Regions from separate parts of the Manis javanica genome. Here region 1 is linked to region 2. The links are chromatin contacts, called in public Hi-C maps. All regions are on one chromosome and are shown on one strand. Each heading gives the region's core, a stretch centred on a gene start, on an enhancer-like site or on the middle of the called end of the contact. The rest is flanking DNA. Distances are from core to core; before and after follow the strand shown. Region 1 holds the start of FOXO3 (forkhead box O3). Region 2 holds the start of ARMC2 (armadillo repeat containing 2).

The links. Hi-C and Micro-C count contacts between places; a contact is called where the count stands out from the background.
Region 1: a Hi-C map of blood shows a contact between it and region 2, with 4 times the contacts expected there. The contact joins the promoter of FOXO3 here to the promoter of ARMC2 in region 2.

The regions. Positions count from the first base shown.
Region 1 is chr13:1,957,417-1,963,523 of MJ_LKY, reverse strand. FOXO3 (forkhead box O3) reads left to right here and starts at 1,445. Exons shown (of 4, transcript XM_037012262.2): 1 at 1,445-1,678; 2 at 2,579-3,279. The coding sequence starts at 2,668.
Region 2 is chr13:1,758,317-1,765,350 of MJ_LKY, reverse strand. ARMC2 (armadillo repeat containing 2) reads left to right here and starts at 5,410. Exons shown (of 19, transcript XM_073220811.1): 1 at 5,410-5,581. It overlaps LOC140845782 (a long non-coding RNA gene), which reads left to right and starts at 5,991. Exons shown (of 2, transcript XR_012124673.1): 1 at 5,991-6,431.

The DNA.
Region 1 (6,107 bases), core at 196-2,695, 200 kb before region 2:
GCCCACTCCGCGCTCCGGCGGCCCCGCCAACTCCCCTCCGCCGCCGCCGTGCCCCGCTGCCCCCCGACGGGCCCCTCGCTCGCTGCCCGTCAGCCGGCGGGGGTCCTGCTTCTGGGGCGCCCGCGCCCCTCCCGCCCCTCCTTCCAGAGACTTTTACTCGATTGTTTATTATTTGCTGGGGGCGGGGGCGGGGGGCGGAGAGGGGCGCCTGGGGCCTGGAGACTGGCGGCCACGGCCAGTCAGCGCGCGGCGTCGCTTGACGAGAAGGCGGCCCAGCGAATGGCAACGCAGCGCCGAGCGCCGGGGTCACGCGCGTGTGGATGCGATGACATCATCTGTTTGTACGCGTCGAACTAGCTTGGTGCAGGGGCGCGGCCGTGCGTCACTTGAGTGACGGGCCGCGCGTAAAGCCCGGAGCCTGGAGTCCGCCGGGTGGGCGGACTCTTCGTAGCTGGGTTGGACCTTTTTGTGTGCCGGGTTGTCGCGGAGCGCGTCTAGACCCTAAAATATCTCCAGTGACTTGGAAGGATTTCAGGAAAAATAGATTTACACTGAAAGTATTTCAGGAAAAAGATTTATGAACCAAAGTGGACAGACTTCTGGTGAGCGAGTCGCATGGAGTGCATTCTTAGTGCACAAATGGACGATTTAGGCTCTGATCGTAGGATAAGGATTTGCAGAGATGTTTCCCTAAGTCTTTTTCTTTTTAAAAGTAAAAAACGCACAGTCAGTCGTTTTACCATTATACGCAAATTAGAGCCAAATTATTTCCCGTTCACAACTGTTCAAAATCTGCTCCTGCGTTTCGGAATGGAGGATCATTTGCTTTTCTTCTGAGTCGTTACACGGTTCTTCCCTCGTTTGTCATGAAATTCCTGACGAGGGAAACACGGCTGTGCTCGAGTCCTGGGTAAGAGAGAGCGAACCTGTAGGTGTCTGGGCAGCAGTTCATGAAGTCCTGCAGGCACCGACGTCGGCGCCGGTCGGTGTTTCCACGCCCAGGTGACCCTTGCCACCTGCGGCCAGCACCTCGGCTCGGGCGTTCGCTGGTGTCGGGCTCCGAGCCTGTGGGACGGACGCGCCGGTCGCCGACCCCCCCCACCCCCCCGTCCCCCGGCTCCCTGTTCCGAGACCAGGCGGCCGCGCCGCTGTGCGCGTGGAGCCGTGGCCGCTCTGCCCTCCCCTCCCGCTCCTCCGGGGACCGCGCCGCGCTTTGCTGTCATCGAGGCTCTGGGGAGGGAGGCGGAGCCCGGCGGGTGGTGCGGGGGCCGGCCGCGCGCCCCGACACCCACTCCCGCAGCCCCGCGGTGCCGGCCGCGCAGGCGCGCGCACAGACGCACACCCGCGCGCGCGCACGCCCGCAGCACACCCGGGCGCGCCGCCCAGCCCTCCCCCTGGGCGGGGACCCGCCCGCCCGCCCGCCCGCCGTCAGCCTAGGTTGAGGCGCCCTGCGTGTGTCTATAACTTTGTGCCGCGGCCGCGGCCGCCCAGCTCGTGGAAGGGAGGAGGAGGAATGTGGCGGGCGGCGGCGCGCAGGCCGAGCGGCGCTTCCTCAGGCGGCCCGCGGCGGCGGCCCGAGCGCCTCTCCCTCGCCGAGGTCGCGCGCCCCCTGCTCGGCCGGCCCCGGGCCCGCGCGGGATCGTGCGTCCCCCCTCGTCCCTGAGGGGAAGGCACCGAGGTAGGCGCCGGAGCGGGGCAGCGGGAGGCCGCCCCCCCCCCCCCCGGTGGCTCCGGATCCGCTTCCGAGCGGGGCCAGGCGCGTCCCCTTCCCTCCGTGCCTCGGTGTGCGCGCCCCCTTCCCGCCCGCGAGTGTGTTTAAAGGACTTGAGCGAAGGGGGAAAACTGTCAAGATGGCAGCAGCGGGAGCAGGGAGGTGATGAACGTGCCGGTCCGGGTTTTCTGGAGGCCCGGGAGCTGGGCGCTTCCTGTCCTGTTGGAAGATTTACGTCCCCACTTGCCCCCTCCCCGCGTTCTTTACGGGGAAGGGGGTGGAGGGCGCCACGTCCGGGAGAAAGCGAACCACGGAAACCCCCAAAGTGGCGGCTCCAGCCCGGCCGACCCTTTGCAGACCGCCGAGCGGCTCGCCCCCCGCCTTCCCGTCCTGGCTTCCCCCTGGAAGTGACTGGGGCTCGTCTGCGCTCGGACCCGCGGGCGAGGACGGGAGCGGGGAGCGGGGAGCTGCCCGCCCGGAGGGCACAGCCGGGGCGGCAGGCGGGGGCGGCGGGAGAGCCGAAGACGCCACAGACTTTGGCGGCGACGCCGCGGCCGGAGCGCAACATAAACAAACGCCCGCCCGCCCGCGGCCCGCTTTAAAGGCGCAGCGCGCCCCTCCCCCGTCCCCGCCCCGCCCCCCCGCCCGGGAGGGACCTGCGGCCCCGCGGCGGCGGGGGCGGGGGCGGCCCGGCGAGCCCGTCGATTCGCTCCCGGCCAGGGGCGGCGTCTGCGGCGCTGGGTTCGCGGGACGCGCCCCTCCAGGTCCGCCTGCTGGCGGCGGCGGCGGCGGCGGGCGAGGACTCGCCGAGCTCCGGGCCCCAGCCCGGTAACCAACTCCCCTCCTCTCTCCTCCGTGCTTCTCCAGGCGGCGGCGGCGGCGCCCCGTCCCTCCCCCGCCGCACCCCGCCGGGCGCCAGAGGACAGCCGAGCCCCGCGGGCGGGCGGGCGGCGAAGATGGCAGAGGCGCCGGCCTCCCCGGGCCCGCTCTCGCCGCTCGAAGTGGAGCTGGACCCGGACTTCGAGCCCCAGAGCCGGCCGCGCTCCTGCACGTGGCCCCTGCAGAGGCCGGAGCTCCAGGGCAGCCCGGCCAAGCCCTCGGGAGAGGCGGCCGCCGATCCCGCGATCCCGGAGGAGGACGACGGCGACGACGACGAGGACGGCGGCGGGAGGGCCGGCTCGGCCATGGCGATCGGCGGCGGCGGCGCGCTGGGCTCCGCGCTGCTCCTCGAGGACCCGGCGCGGCTGCTGGCTCCCGGGGGGCAGGACCCGGGGTGCGGACTCGCCCCCGCGGCGGGCGCGCGGAGCGGGGGGACGCAGACGCCGCTGCAGCCTCAGCAGCCACTGCCGCCGCCGCAGCCGGGGGCGGCCGGGGGCTCCGGGCAGCCCAGGAAATGCTCGTCGCGCAGGAACGCCTGGGGGAACCTGTCCTACGCCGACCTGATCACTCGCGCCATCGAGAGCTCCCCGGACAAGCGGCTCACGCTGTCCCAGATCTACGAGTGGATGGTGCGCTGCGTGCCCTACTTCAAGGATAAGGGCGACAGCAACAGCTCCGCGGGCTGGAAGGTGCGTACCCACCTCGGGCTGGCGGCGGACCCGCCGGGCCTCCTGCGCAGCTCCGGGCGCCGGACTGGGGGTTGGCAGGGAGAGCCTCCGCTGTGAGGCTCGGGGTCCGGGGATCTTCGGGAGAGGGGGAGCCTGGGGAGGCAGCGGCGCGGGGGTGGGGTGGGAGAGGCCGCGGGGAAGCCTCGGTCGCGGCCGGGTCCGGAGAGGGGCGAGGGACGCCGGCCCGGGCAGTGCGGACGGCAGGAGCGCTCTCGCTGGATTCCGGGACAGCGCGGAGGAGGTAGGTCCGCGGCCGACTCCGGAGTAGATTCACTGCGGTGCGGGTGCCGCGAGGGCGCTGTGGGTGGAGAGGGGACGTGCGGGAGGGAGTGTTGGGGACTTGGCGCCCGGAGGAAGGGTTGGATTTGTGGTTTCCAGCCGGTCGCCGGAGCACGGTGCGCCGGAGCTGGACGGAACCCTTGGGTTCAAGTTGCAGGCTTGCGGTGGTAACTCCCACAGGCACTTCGATCCCAGCAGCGGCTGGAACCCTTTCCTACCCTGTGCCCGACACTGACGCCTAAGAGATCTCCAGTAGGCCTGCCCCCAGTGGCCTCTGAGATGATCTGGGGCCTGGAACTGGCCAGCACTGCCACCTCAGCGCAGACTGGCCACACCTGCTGCTCCCACCAAGGCCTGGCCTCCCCTGGGCCAGGTGTGCCAGGACCCCTGCCTGGAGCTTCCCCTGGGGCTTTGGGAGGGAGGTTTGGTGGCAGGCCGGGTGGTAATGGCTCCTACCTAGAAGTGAACCTGAAGAGAGGCTGTCTACTGTTCCTTTTCAGCCTCTTGGGGCACTGGACACGTGGTGGGGAGAGAGGTGTGGAAAAGCCTCTGATGTAAGGGTTTCGCAGTTGGGCATCCAAAGAGATTAACTCCTGTGTCTCTGTGGCCTGCCGGGGCCCTACTGCTTTGCTCTGCCTGGCACCTCATCCTGCTGGTCCTTTCCCCCAAAATGTATGACTGTCCATAGCAAGCAGAAGACTTGTGTGCAGTGGGACATGCATACTGCTAATCAGTTGCTTCTGTTTGCAAGTTACCTTTTTTTCCCCTCCTTTTTAAAATAAGTAGTTGTTTCCTCCTCCTGTCCCTTCATTGTCTTTGCGGAGCCCTGTATCTTCCTGGGTTCCAGTAGGTGTATACAAGGACAGTTTAACCGGGGTGGAGCACCGGAGCAGAGCCTGTTGATGAAGAAGCTAAAGAATTTAGTGGGTTGACTTTTAATTTGCTTTTTTAGAAACTTTGCAAAGTGCCTGTTTTTTTTTTTTTTTACTTTTTTATGGCCAGGGCTGGAGAGGCCTTATTCAGATGCTTAAAAAATGTGCCTTGATATTATCCCAAAATCTGTCTCTTTCCCTTTAGCAAATGCTGACATTAAGAACCTTACATTTGATTTAATTTTATTGCTTTGCAAAAAATACCAGTTGTGTGATAGGATAGTTTAGAGAAAGGATGAGAGTTCCATTTTAAAGCAGTGCTAATGTGATATCCTTGAAAACCAAGTTTCCAGGTGGATAGCAAGGGTTAATCTCAGTGTACACTGTCAGAAAGGGTCATGTTTACAGGGTGGTCTAAGAAGATGGATTTGGGGGGTTGAAATACTTGGAAAAATCTGCAAATTTCTCACACTTGAAATTGAGTCCTGTATGTTTTGAATTTGGTGCAGAGAATCTGTTAAAGTTAGCTTTTTATAAGAGAATCTGTTAGTTGAAAAGTTACATACGGTTTTCACTTTTCTTATGATTTTTAAGATTGCAAGAATAATTTAATTTTACTAATAACTTTTTTTGCTATTGTGTCTATAGTTAGATAGTAACAGTTTAATAACATTTAAATTTTTTAAAGAGATTTATGTGAGAAAGTGGTATCATCAAAAATAGTCCATGACTTGAGGCTGGACTAATTATGTTCTCATATAGCTTGAAGGACTCACAACAGAGATTTTGGGCCTCATCATAAACTTGGTTTTATGTCCTAACCATTTCTTTTTGTGTCATGGTTTCTTTTTCCTTCTCTGATATCTCATCTCTTTAGAATCTTATGAAATACTGTAAATTGAAACTCTCTAGCCTTAATATGTTTAATACAGGGCACACATTTTATGGTTATTTTTACTTTAAAATTTTACACTAATTCTCTTTGAGTGTCAGGTGGCAACTAATCCTTGACTATGGGGATATAGTGTAGTTAAAGAGTTTTTGTAAGATGACCTTCATCAAAAGATGCAGCCATGCAGGAACTTCCAATCTTTGATGATGGAGAAGGCCCTTTGAAACTGGGGGCTGGTTTCATATTCTGATTATGACTAATAGCCAAGCTTTTTTGTGCTTGTGGTTTAGTGGGGGTGGAAGAAAAGGGAAAAGGGAGAGGTCAGGAGCTAATCGTGACCCATTTCCATGCGTCCAAGTTTCAGGAGTTGATTCCTGTCATGATTAGTCATTTTGAGAACATGTGTGTGTATTTAAACCACACTACTTTCATTCTGAGTTATACATGAGGGCTTTTAACTTCTAAAAATGTCTAGAATTCAGGTTAACCTCTCCTAGTCAGTGTGCACAAAGGAACAGTGTGCAGTGACTGGGCCTCACTTCTTTTGTGATTGTTGGGGCTATTGCATTATGAAATCCTGTAATCAGAATTACCACCTTAAGATCATAGAATGAAAGGACTAGGAAAGGAGTCTTGAAGGTTAGAATTGAGATCAGTGGTTCATAGTCCTGGTTGCACATCAGAAACTCCTGAGAGCTTTTAAAACTATAGTCACTACCCAGAGAGTCTAATTTAATTGGACTGGT
Region 2 (7,034 bases), core at 4,161-6,660:
GCTCAGAGGGGGGACCCACAGGGAGTGTCCGGGGGTGGCAGCAGGGGTGTGAGCATGGGGTGTGCATGGGACAGGGCCTCCGGGTTGGACCAGTGGGGCCTGACTCCCAGATCCACCATTCTACCGCCTCTGTGACCCTGGCAAGTAAAGAAACAGCCTGTTTCCTTACATGTAAAATGAGGATGATTACAGGTACTTGAGGGTTGAAAGATTTACTGATTTACAGCCATCAAAACTTAACACAGGGCCTGTTATAGCCCCACAGTAAAGCCTATATTACACAGTAAAGCCTAAAAATAACTATATTACAATAAGGTGGAAGTGTGGGCTGTAGTACGGATCACGGAGGAACTGGGCTCTGGTGGCCAGCGGACAGACACCGAGAGCTTGGGCACAGAGAGGGATGCACCCGGGACTGCGCTTTGTGGCAGATACTTTGGTTGTTGAGTGCAGGGCGGACTTGGAGCCGGGAAGGATGGAGTGGGATCAGAGGGGCTCTTTGGAGAGTGGATATGAAAAGTGTGCCAGATGGCGCGGGCGCAGGTGGGAGGGACTCCAAGGACAGAGCGAGGGGGCCTCATCTCTGAGTCACGCGGTCCTCTCCGGTCCTCTCCGTTCCTCTCCGCTCCTTCTGCCCTGAAAGCCGGGGACTCTTTTTACGTCTCTGTGTGCTGTTGGTCTGGGGCACGGCCCTTAGAGAGGGGAGCCACGCCCATTACAGCTGCCCCAGCAGCATTTTACTGCCGACCCAGTTCCCTGTGCTCCCTGCCCCACACTGAGTCAGAACATGGTCCTGGGCTGGGAGGGAGGCTTTGGAGTCCTGTGAGAGCACAGCGGCGAGGCCAGGGACCACGGCCTCGCCTCCGGAGTCGGCGCCAGACTTGTACACCTGCCTTGATATTAGCCTTTCTGTTCTGTGACTCCCATCAGAACGAGCAGACTTCAGTCTCCTGATTATCAGGAGACCCCCTTCATCAGTTCCCCTGACCATCATGGCAGATGACTGCAACAGCCGTTGCCCCTCCGTCCTGCCAAACAGAACTCTAGTTTGATTCAGGTTGTGGCAGCAAAATGCTCAGAGGATGCTGCCCCTCACACAGCCCAAGGGATGCATCTTGACTGATATAAATCATCTGTGGTAACAGGAACACCGTTTGTCTCTGACAGGGCCTGGCATGTGGGCCTGGGGCACAGTTCTGGCCTGTGAGAGGGGAGGAGAACGCAGCAGGAGGGCTCCTGGGAATGTTGTCCCTTTCCCACGTAAGGACATGCCTCGGGGGAGGGCTCTGCCCCTTCCCTTTCTTCCCGGTTTGGCACACTGCCACGTGAGGACACACAGTTCTATGCTGCCGCAGCCTCCTTGTGACCATGCGGCATGGCATGACTGACACTCCTTGATGCTGGCCCTGAGCTGCCGGACCAGCCCTGAAACAGCCTGCTTTATTGTTTACAGATGTGATCAACATCCTTACATCCTTGGTATGCAAGCTATTAATGTGATATTCTTGCTATTTGCAGCTAAAAGCTCCCAGAGGATACAGGCCTCCTCACTCAGTGTGTCTCACAGGGAGTCCGACAGGGAAGAGCAGGGTAGGCTTGTCTGAGGTCTCTTTCAACTTTGTCAACTACTCAAGATGAAGCCGTTCCTAGCTAAGACTCCCACTGACTCAGTCCCTGAAAACTAGAACCTTCTCCCCTCCAGTGAAATACCAGGTAGTCAGAGACTTTGAAATCACTAGTAATTAAATGGACCCTCACCATTAGCATCCTTAGCGACAACTGGACTTGATTTGATTGCTCAGGACAACGTGGCCTGGGGTGTTAGAGGTACTGTTGTGTGGATAATATACTTAAAGGCAAAGGAATACTTGGGATGCATAGGGAACAGCTGAACCCCATTAAATAGAGAGTTTTCATGTAATTTTTTCAGCTGAAAACTTTAGGACCATTCTGCAGTCTTGTGTCTATCCAGTTCCATGACATTAGTTAATTTTCATTCCATTGTAAATTTCCACTAAGTTGCATTTTAATGTGTTTGTACCTTTAAATTTGTATGCAAAGATCACATAGACTATTAATTTGATGAACTCCTCACAAGAATTTTCTGATGAATATAACTAAAACACCAAGATTCCATATTGATGAAAGCAGAAAGTATCTTGAAGTGAATATTAGAATTCTAAATTGGTGATTTTTATTCCATGCCAGAAGCAATTTTTTTTCTCTGAGAGTCATGTCTCTGTTACTCATAAAAGTCATTGGGGGAGTTGTGAGCATTAAAAATTTATTTAACTTGTATCTTTTCAAGAATATACCTAATATATAAATCAAGATACGCTATAGGTATTAAGTAAGAAGTATGTGTGATATAAACTAAAATCCACTGAAAGGTCTGGATTAAAGTATCTATGAATTCATCATTTTGTTGAATTTTTGCATCTTGGAGTATGCAAGATTGTAGTATTACCCACTCAACCACCTATATAATTCTCACCTAAATTCAGAATCTGGAAGTCCAGCAGGCATTGTCAAGAGAGTATAAGGGTTCTTAAGTTCCTGTGGACCCCTGGAACCCTACACAGGATATACTCTGCAATAAGTGACTGGAGAAAATGCAGAGCATATGTTAACAGTTTCAGCAGCCTAAGAAGGACCTCTCAGTGCTGTGAACAATGGTCTGAAAAATGGTATTTATGCATGTACAGTGGCACATGGCACCTGGACTTGGGGACCAAAACACCAGGTCTCAGATCACTTTCTAGCTGTGTGATTGTGGGCAGATCACTTATCCTGTCCGAACCTCAGTTTCATCCACTCTCAAATTGGGAAAATAATCCCCAACCTAGCTACCTCTCAGGCTTATTGTAAACTCCAAATAAAATAACAAAAATGAAATGCTCCAAATGAAAACAATTTGGAAACCATAAAGTGCTTTGGAAGTGTCAGACACTATTAATATTTTGCTTTCCTCTTCAATCTCTCTAAGGTCCAGGGAATGTTAACAGTTTTGTTTCTAAACAACCCCAATTACGAATGTGACTATGTCAATTCTGTCAAACTGCCCTCAGGTAGCTGTGTAGGAAGAGCCAGCAGGCCACTGCTCTGACGGCCTCTGCACTGTCGCACAGTGTCCCGCGGCGAGGTAGGCCGGGCGGCTCTGTGGCTTTGAATGATCTCTTCCTGCAAGGCTGCCCTTGTCTCTCTTTTCAGTTGCCCTGACTTGCCTGGCAGGCACTTCCCAGCCGGCTGAGCTGGCCTGCATCAGGTTCCAGCGCGTGCTTCCAAGGTCTGTTTTAGACGGAGATCCTAGGGTGGAGCACCATGCTTAGTAATCGTCTGCGTAACTGGTTTTCAAACTGAACTTCCAGCTGAGATGGTGATTGTGTGGTCATCAGTTCCAAAGTGAAGGTGACGCGAAGTGTCCACAGGGCAACTTGCAAAGAAGCAGACAGACTCTCTGGACCAGAAGGATCCAGGCCGAAGCTAAACATGAGTCAGGGAGTGGAGGGGAGGACGTGTGAAGCAATTCCTTCGGAGAGGAATGTGGAGATGTCACCTCCTTCCTCTGAAACCCAGGGCAGGGCCTTCGAAGGCAGGGGGTCGGCCAGAGAACGCAGTGACGGCCCGGAGCTCTGAGCCCAGCTCCGCACTGGACAGCACGGAGGGGAGGCCTTGTGCCGGGCCTGTGCTCTCACAGCCTGGGAAGGGTGTGGGGTTCCCTAGGGACCCAATGAAAAGGGCCGGGTGAGCCCTGGATTTCCAGGGGCAGGGAAGGAGTTGTAAGCAACCAGTGGAATGGCGCTGCATCCTCCTGGAGTCCCTGGGAGAGAGGCCCCACTCATGGGAGACCCCAGACAGACACGGGCGGCCACGACCACGGCACAGGCCTGGCAAGCTCAAGACCCGTCAGTTCCAGGAAGAAGTGCCCCACCTCCCGCCTTCTCCCCGCTCCTGCCCACCTCCACCCGGCGGGTATAAGTCACTGTGGCGATCAGTGAGCCGGGATCCTCAGCCAGCTGCCCCCGTCCTGGGAAGGTCCACGACAGACTGCCGGCCTGAGATGGACAGGTCAGAGCCTCACTTCCAACTGACATTCGGGGCGTTTATTCATATCTTGTGTCCGACATTGTAATTTTGGCATGAAGCTGTGGTTGAAACTTGCGTTGCCACAGGACTGTCAGTTTTCTAAAAATGAGCAGAAAATACAAGGGCTCTACCCAACTTTCCATCCAGGGGCAGGTTATCTAACCAACACTGAATATATTTTAAAATAGAAGTGAGAGACAAAAATAAAGTTGCATTTTGATCACATCTCACAAGTTGTGAATACAAAATACTGGTTCTGGCTCATTTTAAATGAGCAAAGGCTCCTTTGCACAATGGAATCCAGGGGCCCGAGGGACTCAATAGGATTATTCATGTTGAGTCACAGGAAAAGATTTCAACTCTGAAGAACATAACACTTTGCTTCAGGACCCCAAATTATCCAATCAACTACCAAGTGCTTATTGTCTATTTTGTGTGAAATCCTGTTGGGTACTTTGAAGAATACCTAACATTCCTTTATTCAGGTCAGTAACACTTCCCACCCAGCATGAAGCCTTACCCATAACATACTCTCAAACATATTTTCGATCTAATTCTTCTTTACAAGATACTTAACACCAAGGGATGTGGCATTTTTCCAATGTTGACAACATTTCAGCTGAGAAATCCCCGTATTTCTAGAAAGCAGAGCAAACCTGAATGGAGAGTGGTTATGATCTCACTGTGTGTAACCCTGTAAAGTGCTGCTGAATGGTCTAATAGGAGAGAGTAGAATCCAAACCAGAAACATGTAAATAGCGTTCTTCGTGCCAGTAGCTGTGGGGCCCAGTAAGAAAAAGATTGTGCACAGGAGGCCTGGACTTGGAATCTACCACCGTCATTCAACAGACCTCAGGTCCCTACACTGTCTCCTGCGGACTTGGGGTGCCAGGCTGACCACCTAAGAGTGGCAGGGACCCTCAAAAGGACGATTCACCGCTGACCCCACCCCCTGCAGTGGGCAGCCCCCATATGTTTGACTCCCCCCAAACTTCATTACTAATAGCCTACTGTTGAAGCCTTTACTTTGTTAACGTAAAAACACAGTCGCCTAATACACATTTTGTATATTACGTGTATTATATACTATATTCTTACAATAAAGTTAGCTGGAGAAAATGTTTTTTCAAATTGTTACAAATCTCAATTTTCCCAGTATGTTGAAAATACTTGTGTGGGCTCGCGCAGCTCAAGCCCGTGTTCAGGGTCTGCTGTACAGTCAGACGCCCTTGGTAAGCTCTACGGGGCTGTCCAGCGCGGGGGCTGAAATTGAACGCGGCCGTCTCACATGCTCAGGCTGCCTGAGTTTCACGTGCAGCGCTGTTTCCCAGCCAGGTCCCGGAGGAGGAGACGGGCGCGGTAAGCACCCAGTCCAAGGCTGTGCAGGGCCGCATCCTGACCCACCCCTGACCCCAAGCACTAAGCTGCCCGCCCGCTGGCTCAGCAGAGTTGCGGAGCAGAGCCCGGACTCGCCAACGGCGGAAACCGCGGTCAGGTAGGCCACTCCGCGCCCCGCCCCCGGAGGCCGAGCCCGCGCTTCCCTCTCCGCCCGGGCCTCGCACTCCCCGCCTACCGCCAGCCAGGCTCCGCCCACCACCACCCAAGCCCCGCCCACTGCCGTCCCGCCGGCCTCAGCGTTTCTACGCACGCGCCGGGAGCCGCGCAAGCTCAGTGGCAGGCGCGGCTCCGGCCCCGCCTCGCCCGGCCCGCCCCGCTTTGCCCCACGCCGCCGAAGGCCCGGCTGAACCGCGCAGCTGGTCGGTACTTGGAGCTGGGCTCGGGGCTCGGGGCTGGCCGGAAGCCCCCTGCCTGCTCCCGCTCCCGGCGCGTCTCCTGGCCCGCGCCGCCCGCCCAGCGGTGTCCTGGCTGTGCGGGCCGGCGGCTCCGGGGCCCGGGTAGGTAGTTTGTGTACGTTTGCCATGGAAACGCCGACCGCGCGAGCGGGACGAAGGTGCGGCGTCCTGCCGCGGCCTGGCTGGGGGCCCGGAGTGCAGAGCCGCTGCGCGCGGGCGGAGAGGCTCCCGCCGCCGGTTGGCCGGGGCTTCCCCCCGCCGCCGCCGTTCCGACCCGGTAGCGGAGGAGAGGCGGCGAGAGCCCCGTGCATGCCCGGGCTGGGCCTCGGCTCTTCGTTTCTCCACCGAAGCATTTAAGCCAAGTGCGCGGTCCTAGCCCAGGAATATGTGCTGGATGAGAGGGCGGTTGGCTAAGGGCTTTGGGCGACAGTGTGGCTCGGCTGAAGTCACACGATTGTACTGGGCTCTTCCAGGTGCGGATGAAGCCCAGCGAGTGTGTTGCACAGTACACATTCACATCCAACGGTTGCACGACCCGTGCCTCTGCTCTTTGTATCCTGTTTTGAGCATTTATCAATTCTGATAAGTGGTTGGTTGGCATAGCTGACGTTCAATAAAATACTTAATCAAAATTCTGTTTTCATAAAGGAAACACTCCCATTTAAGTTTTTAAACTTAAAAATTGTTTGCAAACACTGAGCAAGTCATCCCCTACTGCAATTTCTTTGTTTAGTTTTTAATTCATAGGGGAAGTTTTTGGTGTATCCTTTTATTTGCATAGCACTTGGACAGTACTTAACGTTTTTTAAGGGCCAGGCACCATGCAAAAGTACTTCACATGAATGTTGTCATTTAATTCTCAAAATAATCCTATGAAGCAATTACTATTATTATGTGCATTTTACAGAGGAGGCAACTAGCGCTTGGCGATGTTAGAAGCCTTGCCCACGGTTATGTATCTTTGAATTGTAAGGGAGCGTTTGAACCCTTCCTCCAGCGTCTAAGCGCTTACCCATTGGCCCCCTGGAATGCTCATAGTAACACAAAAGTCATTCAAAATCCTGGCGAGGGTCTTGAGTATTTGATCTGTAGGGTTATGTGGAGATGCCCAGTCTTTGCTGTCGGGAACATTCCGATGGGGCAGTGCTGCATTTG